Linked DNA regions of Sus scrofa: region 1 is linked to region 2. Evidence: chromatin contacts called from public Hi-C data. All regions are on one chromosome and are shown on one strand. The core of a region is the stretch at or near the end of the contact, and the rest is flanking DNA. Distances in the headings are between cores, read along the strand shown. Region 1 has its middle 410 kb from the start of SETD4. Region 2 has its middle 28 kb from the start of RUNX1.

What was found. A called contact is a pair of places that touch in the nucleus more often than the background predicts.
Region 1: a contact with region 2 is called in a Hi-C map of retroperitoneal adipose tissue, with 2.0 times the contacts expected there. The contact joins two enhancer-like sites. A contact is called at or near these places in 2 of 47 Hi-C or Micro-C datasets (retroperitoneal adipose tissue and subcutaneous adipose tissue) and 1 of 2 datasets of contacts at active chromatin or transcription factors (alveolar macrophages).

What each region holds. Positions count from the first base shown.
Region 1 is chr13:199,177,775-199,182,243 of Sscrofa11.1, forward strand. No RefSeq gene overlaps it. Among named protein-coding and RNA genes, the nearest start is that of SETD4, 410 kb to the right of the region's middle. Within about 2 kb of position 1,262, at least 1 of the 83 cell types and tissues checked has an H3K27ac peak or open chromatin away from gene starts, as enhancers often do. A contact at or near this core is called in retroperitoneal adipose tissue, where this site is marked.
Region 2 is chr13:198,660,640-198,665,774 of Sscrofa11.1, forward strand. No RefSeq gene overlaps it. Among named protein-coding and RNA genes, the nearest start is that of RUNX1, 28 kb to the left of the region's middle. Within about 2 kb of position 3,687, at least 6 of the 83 cell types and tissues checked have an H3K27ac peak or open chromatin away from gene starts, as enhancers often do. A contact at or near this core is called in retroperitoneal adipose tissue, where this site is marked.

The DNA.
Region 1 (4,469 bases), core at 12-2,511, 510 kb after region 2:
CGTCACTCAACTCTGCGTCCCCAGAGCTTCTCTAAGCAATGTCACTCTGGGTTGAGGACAAAAAGAGTGAATCACGGAGAACTCGCCCCCAGTGGTTCCATGGGGACCACAGTGACCCCTGCCTCACAGGGTTATTGTAAAGATGAAATGAGCTAATACGTGTAACACACTTCTAACAATGCCTGGCACAGACGCTGTATGGCACAGACGCTGTAATAATTTGGGAAATAAGCACACGAACAGACGTTTTTCACTGGAGTGTGATAAAGGAGGTTCTAGTAAGCTGTGGAAGGCTGCGTGGGCCGGGGTGCACAGGAGGAGGGAGGAGATTAGGCAGCAGAGGGTGGTGTGAGGTTGCAGGGGATGCTCCAGGGTCGGGTCCAGGTTCCCATGCATTACCTAGAGACCTGCGGCTCTGTCCTTGGGCTGCCCCACCGTGGAGGCAGAAGCCAGAATCCGGAATCCAGCCTGGAATCCATCCCCAAACTGTGTCCCCTGACCTGGGGCCATAAGCACCAGAATTAAGGAGCATCGTCTACTATATTTTGTATAATTTTTAGACTCTTTAAATTTTAAAAAAATTTTAAAACTTTTAATTGACGTATAGTTAATTTACAAGGCTGTGACAATTTCTGCTATACAACAAAGTGACCCAATCATTCATATACACATATCCATTCTCTCTCAGATTTTTTTTCTACATATCACAGGACATAGGGTTGCAATCTCTGTCTTCCTCTCAGCAGACACTGTGTCCTCCAGGAGAGGAACTTCGCAGGCTTTCAGTAACACGTGCAACTGATCAGATCTGTTATTCCTGAACCATCACTCAGGATGACTGATTCTGTTTTCCCCGGAGGATCAGGCCCTCCACTGGGGATCGTTTCTGTGTCAGGGCTCTGCCGGCAGGATTTTCTCTCTTTACAAGACTTCCTCGTGGACTAAGAGAAAGAACAACTTTCCGGTAAACCCTGACTCTGCCTGGGAAAACCCCCTGGGCAGGAACCCCCAGTGGGGACGCTGCAACTGCCTAGTCTAGGTTATCTGGGTGGCACCCACCTCTTGGCCAGGAATCTTCAATAAAAAGGGGAAAACAGGAATCCAGTTCTTACTAGAGTGCTGAATTTGTCCAAGATCCATTTTTTAGAGCCGTGAAAGGAGAAGGGAAAAGGGCAAACCCAAATGAGTCATCTGGGGTATACCTGTTGGGTGAGGCATCAGCCAGACTGTGAGAGGCAGTTCTGGCTGCCACAGTGGTTCCTGCATCTTTTCAATGAGCACTGGGAGCCAGCTGGGTGCCAGGCCCTGACCCAGGGTACTGGGGATCCACAGTGAACAGAACACACTGTCGGGTCCCCAGGGTGCCCAGTCAACTGTGCCAGACAGATGCCCAAGGACTCACCATGAGTGGTTATAGGGACAGTGCCATCAGCACACAAGAGCCCATGTGGGCCACAAAGAGGGAGTCATCGTTGACCTTTATCCTAGATGTTGCAGGGCCGTGAGCCTGGAGGCAGACGCTATGTGAGGTACCGGGTGAGGACCCAGGGTCTGAGCCGGATGGGGACTAAAGGGCTGCCTTGGGAAGGTGACTCTAAGTCCAGCTACCTCTAGTTGAGTAGCACACGCTAAGCAATTTGTGGGGGCATTAGGCATTGTATGCCATCTACCAACTCCGACTAAAAAGAGGGACCACATCCCCAGAGGGCAGGCCTCAGATGATGGGGGGCTGTGTTTAGACCTGCATCTCAGCAGCCTCCACTAAATGGGGTCTTGAGAAACAGGTGGTGTGTGGTTCCCCAGATTCCCAAAAACATAGCCTAGAGTCATCCTTAGGAGATTCTGGAGGACGTAAATACAAAACAAATAGAAATCAAAGTTTAATCCCTCTGCCATTTATTAATTGTGAAACTAAATATCCATTTGATTCACAAAGGTGGTAAGAGTCAACTTTGGCGTTTAACTCTCAGGCTTCAGAATCTCCTACATGGGAAAGTCTCCACGCCATCCAATGATGGGTTACACTGTTGAAAGATGTGCACATATTTTTCCCTCTATATTGGGAGCCAAGATAACGCTGTGATGTGGATGGGGTTTTCTTTCTTTTCTTTTTTAAGTTTTATTGAAGCAGAGTTGACTTACAATGTTCTGCTGTACAATAAAGTGATTCAGTTATACATAGACATATCCATTTTTTTCAGATTCTTTTCCCTTACAGGTTAATACAGAATATTGAGTAGAGTTCCCTGTGTGACCTAGCAGGTCAGATGGCATTTATTTTCATTCTGTGGTTATGTATAACAGAGAAAAATTATGAATTTATAGAAACCTAAAAGAAAACAAAAACAAAAAAAAAAAAAGAAAGAAAAAGGATGTTCCTGGTTTGTAAGAGTCAAAGCTCTGCCTCCCAAGGATATTAGGGCCATCAGATCAGATTTTGATTTTTAGTTTTGGTCTTTTTTTTTTTTTTTTCCGAGCTGCACCCATGGCATATGGAGGTTCCCAGGCTAGGGGTCCAATTGGAGCTGTAGCTGCCAGCCCACACCACAGCCACAGCAACACCAGATCTGAGCCGTATCTGAGACCTACACCACAGCTCACGGCAACGCCGGATCCTTAACCCACTGAGCAAGGCCAGGGATAGAACCCACAACCTCATGGTTCCTAGCTGGATTGTTTCCGCTGAGCCATGACGGGAACTCCCTAAGATCAGATTTTTAATTCCAACTCCTAATAAAATACTACATAGATAATTTTGACTAAATTGTTTAACCTCTATGAGGTAGTATTTTCTCCATTTTTAGAAAGGGAGAAAAAGACCCTACTTTTTTGTATGGGATCAAGTGTTCCAGTGTCGGTGAAGAGCTTTTGCATACTGAGAAGCAGTGGGCAAAGGCACAGAACCACTTTCATTTATCAGCGTATTTCCTAATGGATAAAGCTGTAGCATAAAATCACAAAGGTCCAAGTCCTTGTACAGTTTACTAAGGATTTGCCTGCTTAGTGATGTCAGAGGCCAAAGCATAAAAAAGCAAAAAGCTGGAGTTCCCACTGTGGCTTAACTCAGCTGGTTAAGGACAAGACATAGTTTCCTTGAGGACATGGGTTCAATCCCTAGCTTATCTCAGTGGGTTAAGGATCTGGCATTGCCACAAGCTGCAATGTAGGTCACAGATGCAGCTTGGATCCCATGTTGCTGTGGCTCTGGCATAGGCCTCATCTGCATCTCCAATTTGACCCCTAGCCTGGGCACTTTGATATGTCACAGGTGCAGCTGTAAAAAATAATAATAATAATTTTTAAAAACAAAAAAAGGAAACATCCAAAAATCCAGAATAAAATTGCAAAATCTTGTGAAGAAAGCACCTGGGGCTTTGGAGGCTTCCCAGATTCATCCTCTACCTGCAGTCCTCTGGGTTAAGTCTTCCCTTCACAGATCCCAGCCTGCAAGGCCAGACCTTCACCCATTTCCTAAAAATGCTCACGGAACAGCACACAGACAGGTAAGCGCAGACCCACCCATTTGCATAAGGGGGCGTGCCCATTCTAGGCATTGTCATTACCACATTCACCTGTCAGACAAGGTTAGTCGCCTGATTCCCAACTGGACTCCTGATTCCCCAAGTAGAACTCACTGGGCATCAACCATGGGCTTACCTGAACCTCATTTACTCCTCACAGCAACCCCATGACGACTTCAAGTACATACTCTCTACGTCTCTAAAGGGAACATCTATAGGAATGTACAAACTGACTTGTTGACACAAGCTGTGGTTTAAGCCCAGTCTCCTCTTTCTGCCACCTGTTGTTTATTAAGCACAGATCACATGCCAGACACTATGCCCAGGGTTTTCCATTGCACTATTTCTGTTATTCCTTCCCAGCTCCTACAAGTCAGGGATTATTATTATTCCCACTTTACAGATAAGGAAATTGACCCTCAAGAAATTAGTCACTTGCTCAAAGATGCAAAGCTGGTGTGATTTAAGCCAGAACTTACCTTTTTTCCCTTCTTTACCTCAGGATAAAATGTCCACACCCTAAGCATTGATTGCACAGGGCATTATTGAAACAACCTGTAATTATTGATCTACACAAACATTGGAAATGTCTTCCTAGTCTATAGAGTCTGATTTTGTTCAGGCAGCAATGTGTTAATCTGGATGATTTAGTTGGTATAACTGAATGGTGACAATCCCAATTGATTTAGCCAGTGATTAGTGGTTGCCATTTGACCTTACTCTGACCAAAGAGATGTAAGAAATCTCTTCTGGATTTACAGAAAAGACTTTTTCCTCCCTGACAAATAGGACATGCAGAAAAGAAAGCCCTTTGGCACCAGCTCCTCCTGCTGGCTGCACACAGATGTGTGAGGACACAGTGGTTGGAGCAGCAGCAGCCGTCTTGTGAACAGGAGTGTGTTGGGGGGCATTGCTCAAATGAAAGAGAAAGAAAAGTTTAGGAGTTGA
Region 2 (5,135 bases), core at 2,437-4,936:
CCCAATAGACCTTCCTTTTATTTTTGTAAATCCCCATGTTTAGCCATGAACTTTGGAGGTGCCCAATTTGTAAATGTAAGCAAGTGTAAATCTCCAAGAGCACAGTGCATTCTTGAAGATACTTAAGGTTGCTTCTGGAATTCTGGGGCAGTTTGAAAAAGAAAACTACAGGTTTTCCATGCCATCTTTCCATAATTAAAAATTAACCACGATGATTAACGTGTATCTGTGATACTTATAAAAGAAGGTGTGAGAAGGAGACTGGCCCATAAAGAGGTGGTTTGAATAATGCTTGGGGTGGCAGCCCTGATTTCAAATGTTTAGCTCTTCAATTACTTGATGTGAAATCTCTCACTTCCCTAAGACAGGAACTGGTGAATTCAGAAACTGGTGGCAACAGACTTCCTCCCAGAGAGTTAAGATGACATCATCTGAGGTGGTATGCTAAGTATAGTTTCAAAATAGCCAATCACACTGGCTGAGATGAAGTGGTCACAGCCAACCACTATCTCTCATCCTTCATTGTCCACTCCAATGACCTCAGCCTTCAGGGAGCATCCTGGTGAGCAAAACCAGGGGCAGCCAGCCAATTTTTATACAAATCCCTAGATGCATTTATCACCAGATAAATAGATCATGTTAAGGATATCTGTGGCAGGAATGGATTCCTCAGACAATATAACTTTGGTGTCTTTTTAGGTAATATATTTTTCTTCATGGGCAGGGTCAACCGATTTATTTTAGAATGAGCATTTTTTCTTTCTTCTTTCTTTCTTTTTCTCTTTCTCTCTTTCCTTCTATCCCTTTCTCTCTTTCCCTTTCTTCCTTCCTCCCTCCCTCCCACTATACCAGGGGGAGGGATCGAACCTCCATCCTGGCCCTACAGAAATGCCACCAATCCAATTGTGTCACAGCAGGAACTCCAGAATGAGCATTTTCTATTTTTAGAGGGTCTTTTCCATTTCGCTTAGAATTTTATCTGAAGTATGAACAAATTCTCGAATGTTTAATATGAACTGAGAGGAGAGAAGCCCTTAATAAGGGTTCAGTTAACTGGTTTCGTTTGCCAGCAGATGATATAATTCAGAAAGCCCACCAGCTGCCACTTGGTCAGTTCCCAGCAAGTAGGTTCTAATTGCCTCACTTCACCTGTACCTTTTTCCAGGTTTAGCCAAAGAAACTTCCTTCCCTCCATCCACTTTCAATCATACCACAGAATACTCAACTTTTGAAATGTACACAAGGTCTCTCTCATACACACACACACACAGTCAATTATATTTAGGGCAGGCTATATAAGTTGCAAGGACCAGTGAAAAGTGAAATCATGGGCCCCTTGGTTCAAATTTATGAAGACTTTCAAGATAGTGGCAGCAGAATTTCAAGAGCGTTAAACCAAGAATGAGGTCCTTCTGAGGGGGGACCTGTATAACCATATAGGTCTCATGCCCACAGTGCCAGCCCTGACTGCTTTAATAATCACACTAAATGTCTCCTTATAAGTACACAGCAAAGAACACGTCTGGAGCAACTGAAAGTTACTTTGTGCTAAAACTTTCCTTTCAGCCCAACACCAATTACCCATAACTCAGCCATAATATGTTAGCAATGGAAACTGATTTCTTACATTAAAATTTCTAGCAATTTTATAGGTATTTTCTCTTTTGATCTTAAGACATTCTTATTCTCCCCAATTTGTCAGTATGCAAACAGGCATAGTAACTTATCCAAGGGCACATTTAATTTTTTTTTCTGCCCTTATGTGTACTATATAGAACATTTGAAAACTATGGAAAGAAAATATTTATTACTCATAAACTACCACCTTAGAGATAACTGCTATTAAAATTTCAGTATGGATCCTTCTAAGTCTATTTTTCTATACTTTTTCTGTTCTTTTTAGGGCCACAGCTGTGACATATGAAAGTTCCCAGGCTAGGGGTCAAATCAGAGCTGTAGTTGACAGTCTACACCACAGCTACAGCAGCACTCTTTCCTTAACCCACTGACTGAGGCCAGGGATCGAACCAGAATCCTCATGGATACGAGCTGGGTTTGTTACTGCTGAGCCACAACGGGAATGCCTCTATAATTTTTAATGCAAGACTTTGTATAAGTTCCTGTGTGTTTTTCTATCTAAATGGGGCTCATATCATGCATACTGCTTAATAACCCTTTCAACTTCATGACATAACCCAAATGTCCCCCACATTATTAAACACTCCTCCTATGAAGAATTATTTTTAGTGGTTATGTAATAGTCCATCATGGTTGGTAAGGAATCCATTTAGAAAAAAATGGGAGATGATAAAGAGAAAAAATATTGGTGTTTACTGCTTTTCATATTATAACCCTTTTACTCCTCACCACTGCCTTATAAGCTAGATGTTATTATCTCCATTTCACAGATAAAGAAATTGAGATACTGACAGTTTAAATAATTAGCTACAAGTCACACATTAGGGCGAAGCTGGAATTTGGACTGAGGTCTGCTTAAAGTCAAAGTTTATATGAAAATCACTCTGTGGAGTTCCCTTCGTGGCTCAACGTTTAAGGAACCTGACTAGGATCCATGAGGATGTGGGTTGGATCCCCGGCCTTGCTCAGTGGGTTAAGGATCTGGCATTGCTGTGAGCTATGGTGTAGGTTGTAGATGCAGCTCAGATCCTGCACTGCTGTGCCTACGGCATAGGCCAGCAGCCATAGCTTTGATTTGACCCCTAGCTTGGGAATTTCCATAAGTCACAGATGTGTCCTTAAAAGAAAAAAAAAAAAAGAGAAAGCTTTGAAAAAAAAAAAAAACCCTTTGCAATGACAGTGATACATAATTTATTATTTTATTCTGTAGAAAGACCCCTGGGTGAGCACAGCATTTAGAGCCTTGGAAATGTTTGAGGTGCAGTGTTTCTCTGTTATTGGGAAAAGGCTGTCAAGGGGGTTGGTGGAGATATGGACAAATAATGACCAGGAACAACCTCTGGGTCAAAGAATTGTCCTTTCAGAGGTTATTTCCTGGTTAGTGGGGATGCTTTGGGTCACAGGTAGTCATATTTGCACATGAGGAACATCGAGGAAAGAAGGATGTATGCTCATGAAGAAAAAAACCAGGGGTGGGCAGTAGATTGGTTTCCAGCTTAAGAAAGTAGCATTTGGGATAATCCCTGAGCCATGTGTCTGTTGGACTGCGTACATACCCTCTAAGGGAGAATTCAGGACAATTACAGAAAAAGAAAATTATGTTCCTAAAAGTTCTCAGAAGCGATTTCTTAAAGTGATTTCCCAGTGTAGAATTGTTTGGCCTCCTCACTCGCCCCCACCCGGCCAGGCTTAGTCAGCTAGTTTCTCACTGACGTCTGCAGTTCTAGGAGCTTAGTCCCCCAGGGGAGTGGAAAAGATTCCTGGCACGTACATTAGATCAGAAAAAAAAAAAAAAATTGATGATGAGTAAGAATAGTCTATTACCTCCTTCGTCTTGACTATACAATTTCCCCTCAAAGGGAAGGCCATCCGTGGTGAGAGTTTCCTGTGATTGCTCTAACAAAGCACCACAGATGGATGGAGGGGCTCAAGATGACAGAAATGCAATCTCCTCCCACTTCTGGAAGCCAGGAGTCTGCAGTCAAGGCGTTTCAGGGCCATATTCCCTCTTATGGCTCTAGGGGAGGGTCCTTCCTGCCTCCTTCAGCCTCTGGCAGCTCAAGGTGTCCTTGGCTCATGGTGGTACCACTCTAGTCTATGCCTCCATCATCCACGGCCTTCTCCTCATCTGGGTCGTTTCCTTTTCCAGCTCTTTTCAGGACACTTGTCATTGGATTTAGGACCTACCTGGATAATCCAGGACGATCTCATCTTGAGACCCTTAACTTCATTTCATCTGCAAAGATCCTTTTTCCCAATAAGGTCACACCCACAGATTCTGGGGGTTAGCTCATGCCTGTATATTTTTGGGGGGCTATTCATTGACCCTGCTCCAGTGCTGAGGCTTAATGCTGTTGTATGCCAAGAAAGAGCTACTGCACTCTCCTCGATTGTTTCGTTTCTGTTTTTTGTCTGTTTGTTTGTTTTTGGACTTACCTCTGGCATGTGGAAGTTCCTGGGCCAGGGATCGAACCCCCATCACAGCAGTGACAAGCCAGATCCTTAACCTGCTGAGCCACCAGGGAACTCCAAGAGCCCTTCAGGTTTATATCTTGGGTAGGGCCTTCTTCCCTGGACAAAGCTCTGGGAAGGAAGGAGGAGCTCAGAGCTGAAGGACAGTTTTGGTTCCCCAGGCACACAGGTATCTGGTGTCTCTGAGCTCCCGAGTTCTAGATTCAGCACAATGATGTCTGTGGGCCCCAGAGGCACATGGACACCACTGAGGAAGAGGAAGCCAGGCCTGATGGGACCTCCCACCTGTGTGACTGTGGAGACATAGAGCCAGGTGGGGTTCTGGCCACCTCAGCAGATGCAAACCAGGAGAGAGAAGATTATCAAAGACCCAGGCCCCACTTTCCCACCCTGTGTGGGCCCAGCATAGCCTGGAGAGGGACTCTGGACAAGAAAGCACTACTGAATTGGACTGAATTAGAGGAGATGAGCATTCTGACCCAGTGATCAAATGGAGAGGCAAAGTACAAATGGAAGATGTACTTTTTGTGCTGTAGTAAACAGAGTTCTTTAGAAAAACAGAAGAAAGATTTATTTTAAGAAATTAGCTTATGTGACTGTGAACCTACCATGTCTGGACTCTATAGGGCAGGCTGGGAGACTGGAAATTCAGGTGAGCATGGAGGTTGCTGTCTCGAGTCCTAATTCCACAGGACAGCAGCCTGAAAACTCAGGCAAGGTTTCCATGCTTAGTTTAGTGTTTTTGCTTTTTTTTTAAATTCACTTTAGGGCTGCACCTGCAGCACATGGAAGTTCCCAGGCTAAGGGCTGAGTTGGAGCTGTAGCCACCGGCCTATGCCACAGCCATAGCAATGCAGGATCTGAGCCACGTCCGTGACCTACACAGCAACTCAGGGATTCTTAACCCACTGAGCGAGGCCAGGGATTGAATCCGAGTCCTCATGGATACTAGTCAGGTTCATTACTGCTGAACCACAATGGGAACTTCCTCCATGTTTGTCTTGAAGAGAACTCCTTCCTCTTTG